Regions from separate parts of the Mus musculus genome. Here region 2 is linked to region 1. The links are chromatin contacts, called in public promoter capture Hi-C maps. All regions are on one chromosome and are shown on one strand. Each heading gives the region's core, a stretch centred on a gene start, on an enhancer-like site or on the middle of the called end of the contact. The rest is flanking DNA. Distances are from core to core; before and after follow the strand shown.

Region 1 (2,510 bases), core at 7-2,506:
ACCAGCATTCAAATATAAGAGCCTACAGGGACTCTTCATATTCCACTACAATCCGTTCAAACCAGGACAACTTCCCCCAGTGATGGACTGTAAAGTTTAATATGACATAAACCCTTTCTTAACCAAGTGTTTTTTTGGTCATTCTGTTTATCAAGGCAACAGGAAGCATCAGATTAGGAGAGGTGCAGGTGGGTTGGTGGATGTGTCTGGGGAAATGAAGCCAAAGAAAAATAGAAAATGCTGGTTTGGGGTGCAGTGAGCACTGTCTTGAGCACCGTCTCCAAATCCAAGGACTGGATCTCTCTGGTTTGATCTTTGCTTTGGGGGAGAAAAAAAGAAAAAGAAAACAATATGTGGTGCCCACTATGTACTGTAGGTTCATGAAATTTCTCAACACGAAGCAAGGCTCAAAGAGGCGCCGACAGAGAAACCCTGTCTCAAAAAACAAGACGAAACAAAACAAAACAAACAAACAAACAAACAAACAAAACGAAGGTCATTGCATTCAGGCCCTTCTCTAATTTTTACGGTCGGGAAGAAAACAGAAAGCCTCCAGCAAGAGGCAAGAGGAGAAATTAAGAAATAGAAATAGAAAAGCCAGAGAAACAGAAGGCAGAGATATCCAGGGCTGGGGCGTTGGCCTGGGGTTTAAGTCCCTTTGTGGAGGGGATGCTGGCTGCAAAGCTTGCAGATTACACAAATCTGGAGAGGAAAAACCAAGCGGACTTCCTGCAGCCTTGGAGGTTGGGAGTGTGCTGTATTTCCTGAATACCTGACCCAGGTAGCAAACAGAGTTTGGGGCCCGCAGAAAGAATAGGGTTATGCCTCAATTTCTGCTCCTTAGGTTCCCTAAGCCGGTTCGTTTGAGCAGACTGAATAGAGCACACCTGCAGCTTCCAGCGCCCGGCTGACCTGGTGTGGGGTGTGTGTGTGTGTGTGTGTGTGTGTGTGTGTGTGTGTGTGTGTGTGTGTGTGTGTGTGTGTCATCAGTTTGAAGGACACGTCAGCGACCCGCGTAAGAGCTGAGCCAGGAGCTGGAATTCGGATGGATGATCTACTGAGTGAACGAAGAACCTGGGCTTCCTGGGGCGTCAGGTAGGTAAAAAGGCTCGCCCCATACTGAGGAAAGGAGAGGGTCCGGGATGGAGGCGGGGCTCTTGAGGCAGCCCGCCAGTGGCCAAGGGGGCGGGGCGTGGCAGAACACAGCTCCGCCCCCTGCGCGCCGCCTAGCTTGCGGACCAGAGCAGGAGGCGGCAGCCAACCTCGTCGCTGAATGGGCGGGTGGCGTCCCGCTCTGTCCCGCCCGCCGCCGGCCCCCCATCGGCTGCTCCCGCCGCGCCCCGGTCTCCGCCCGCAGCCGCCTGAGCCCGCCGGGCTGTGAATGAAAGGCAGGAGCGGCCAGGACTAGCAGCCAGCGACGCGGCTACGCCGGCCTCCCCAGAGGCGCGCTCCCCGCGGAGATGTACGGTAAGGAGGGCTTGGCGCCCCGGCTCGGGCCCGCAAACTTCCAGACACGGACCTTTGTCCCCCGGAGTGGCCCCCGTCGCAAAAGCGAGAATGCCGACTTGGTGCCAGGCTAGGCTGGTTCAGTCGCCTGTGCGTACGTCTGTGCCGAGAGGACAAAGATGCCTTAGGCCGGGGGACTCTCTGGTCCCCTGAGATCCCTCGGGCAGGCGTGTGCAGGCGCTAGGGGCGGTGGTCCGTCGCCAGGTAGGGACTCTGATGGCTGAGAGGCACCCGGCTTTGGAAAAAGCGAGTATCTTCGGAGCTGAGCCGACAGTGTTGGTGGAGGTGATCGGGTGACAGTATTTGCAGAATTAACAAAGAGGCTTGTGCTTGGGAGTTTGATGCGCGAAAGTGGTCCAGGGTAGGGGAGAGCTGCTCACTGCCAGTCTGCTGCCAGGCTCCTTGGATGTGGGAGGCGGCGCCGGCAGTGCAGGAGCTGGCGAGCGAGCCGGCGCTGGAGGTTCATCTCTCTGAGCTGGGTGGACTTGGCCTCTACCTAACACTGCTGCTAATGGTATTCAGGCTTCCCAACTTCCAGATTGGCCCTATGGAGGGCTGATGGGGAGAGATGCTGCTTCGAGGGTTTCTCCCAATTACGCAGCCACCGCCCCCACGAATGTGTGGCAGCTCCAAGACCCTCACGGTTCAAGGCTCTGCTTGCTCATTTGTCAAGAATTTCTCGGGTTCTACAGGCAGCGTGGATGAGGAAAGCGCTCCTGGGGTCCCACTTTGCAGATCATAAGAGTGGACTAGTCTAGGAATCGGCTCTCTACCAAGGGTACATGTGTGCGTGTATTCCTGTGGACACAGTTTACTAGAGCCCAGGTCTCTGGTAGTTATTCTGAGGCCAGCAGAAGAATTGGAGCCCTGTTCTCCGTCTCCTACTGCAGGGTAGGGGCTCGGGCTGCACCTGAGGAGTGAGTGATCTAGAAGTGCATGTTCCCAATTTAACCCATTTCTAAGGCTGCTGGCTGCCTCTGCGAACAGACCATGAGTCACAAAGT
Region 2 (2,510 bases), core at 8-2,507, 730 kb before region 1:
GTGTGTGTGTGTGTAATCCATGAGTTGATATTAGTAATTAAGATAGCAGAATAAGAATCTGTGCTTACCCGTGAGGTTACCAAAGAAAGCAGGCATATGTATGAAATTGTTGCCACAGAAACTATCGTACTTTGTGAATTTATCATTACTCAATAAATTCTGACATTGTTGAAACATGTTCGGATGTTACATAGCTTACAACACATACATGAAGATAACATATAAAATCCAACACTCTATATGCTAACCTAAAAAATATTTTTAAGAAGCTTTCACCCTTACACTAAATCCTGGTGATGTCACACACAGGGTCTTTTCCTGGAGTTTGATGAGGGCTGCGCTGTCCACGTGTTTCGTCCCCAGCAGGGTATCTAACAGTAAGTTCTGCAAGTGACTCATGCTTCTTCGGCTCTGAACCAGAACCTGCAGCTGAAGACTCCACGAGGGACAATACAAGTGCTTCTTGTGTACGTTCCAGCTTATTATCAGTGTGTGTCCTCTAAAACGGTGGACGAGTGAAAATAGTGGTCCATCATCCAGGGTTCACCAGTACTCAGAGGGGAAGAAAAACTATTATAGAAAAATCAGAATTCACAGAATGGTTTATGAAGGTGAGTTTGAAAAAAAAATCAGAGCCTCAATATTTTTATCTATTTAATGATTTACCTGAGATTTAAAAACAAAGGTCTATGCCTATTATTTTGGGTACTCTAAGGGCAGGAAGGTCACAAGTTCAAGGCCAAAGAGACCCTGTCTTAGAAAAATAAAGATCTGCGAATAAGTCCTCCATTCAATTCTCAGCTCCGCAAAAATGAACAAACAAATAAATAAAAGTAAAATAAAGTAAAAACAAAAAAAAGCAACCAGTTATCCACAAAATCTCAAAACCACTCAAGGTGCACCACCGATTTAAAAAAGATACTCTTTTCATTCCTCCTCCTTGGCCAGCATCAACGCTGTAGACAAGACACCGGTCAACAAACCTGAGCTCTAAGACCACCTTGGAGGCTCTTTAGAGCTACATTTACTGCTCATGTGCTGCCATCTTGGACGGCCCTCAAAGGGTCAACCGCCACAAACACTCTTTTGCCGCAGGTTCCTAGTAAGGCGAACGACTCTCTCCCGCCGCTGCCTTCGGAGGACTAATTGATGGGAGGCCGGTAGCCTAACTGAATCCTGAGTCCTGGAGGCCGGGAACTAAACACAGAGTAGGGGCTACAAGAGGAGACGAGGCTCCGCTAGGGGCGGGCGTAGCACGGATCTGAAAAGCTGATTGGCTGCGATAGCTGCCTGTTAGCGCGAGACAGTTCCACTGCCTCCTTTTCGACTCGCCTCGCTCCCAGGCCAGAGGGCTGCACTGCTCCGTGCTGTTCGGCGAGGTGCGCGCGCGTTCTCGTCTTCCCGCTGGCCGAGGGGCGCGTAGGGGTGGCGCCGCGTCCCAGGAGACAGAGGTCCGAACGCCCGCGCGTTCCGAATCCAAGGTCTCGGGCTGAGGCCGCGGGCTCACTGTGGTGCGGAGAGCCGAAGGGCAGGCCCACCGCCAGAGGGGGCTGAAGGACCTGTGGAAGCCTGCGCGGCAGGACGGCCCGCGCACGCGGTCTGTGTCGGAGCCGGCGAATCGCGAATCGGGGGCCCGGTACTCCCGGGTGAGCGGGCCTGGTACCCTAGATTCATCATGGGCGCAGACCCACAAGTCTTCTTCTCCCTCACATGCAGGCCCCGGGGAGGGCTTTGGATCTCTTGGAGCTTGAAGGTCCCAAATTCCCTTCTTTCTCTAAGTTCATTTGTCAGTAGCTTGAAAGCGGCAACTCATCAGCATTCATGTCATATCAAACCTAGAAAACTGCTGGGAACTAGATTCCTAGCCAGGAGGGCTTCAAGAGAGCCCTGTTTCAAGCCAATTGGAAGGGACACATGGACGGGCAGTTTTCCAAGACTCGTTCCCTAAGTGCCCAAGGTCATGAGTGTTGATTATTAAACCGCGGAGAAAATTACTGTGAATTTTAATTACAAAATAAATGCTATTTTAGCTTTTCTAGGGACTGTGTTACTTGATGACCACAATGAAAAATAGGAGCCAAGATGATATGGTGACGGGCACACTCCCCAAGCTCAAGAGCTCCAAAGAATGGTTGGAACCACAGTCGCTTTCTTTTATGGAGGTACAGTTGTATGACTGTTGAGGTCCTTGCTTAGAGATGTGCCTTGTGCATAAGTTTTATTTTTCTTTCTATTTTACTCTATTGGATAGAACCTATCTATCCCCATTAACTCTACTAACTTTGTTACTTACTTACTTTGCTCTTTAAGAGCTTAAAGTAGAATCATATACCATTGATTATAAATTTTAACAATATAACAAAGCTGATAAAAACCTACTTAAAGCCGGGCGTGGTGGCACACGCCTTTAATCCCAGCACTCGGGAGGCAGAGGCAGGTGGATTTCTGAGTTCAAGGCCAGCCTGGTCTAGAGAGTGAGTTCCAGGACAGCCAGGGTTACACAGGGAAAC

Evidence for each region. Promoter capture Hi-C pulls out the DNA fragments that hold promoters and counts their contacts.
Region 2: a contact with region 1 is called in a promoter capture Hi-C map of liver, with 3 times the contacts expected there. The contact joins the promoter of Pfn4 here to the promoter of Efr3b in region 1. A contact is called at or near these places in 3 of 39 promoter capture datasets (cranial neural crest, hippocampal neurons and liver).

What each region holds. Positions count from the first base shown.
Region 1 is chr12:4,037,661-4,040,170 of GRCm38.p6, reverse strand. It overlaps Efr3b (EFR3 homolog B), which reads left to right and starts at 1,256. Exons shown (of 23, transcript NM_001082483.1): 1 at 1,256-1,467. The coding sequence starts at 1,461.
Region 2 is chr12:4,768,042-4,770,551 of GRCm38.p6, reverse strand. Pfn4 (profilin family, member 4) reads right to left here and starts at 1,257. Exons shown (of 4, transcript NM_028376.4): 1 at 283-1,257. The coding sequence starts at 399. Fam228b (family with sequence similarity 228, member B) reads left to right here and starts at 1,318. Exons shown (of 7, transcript NM_175431.5): 1 at 1,318-1,646; 2 at 2,031-2,162. The coding sequence starts at 2,055.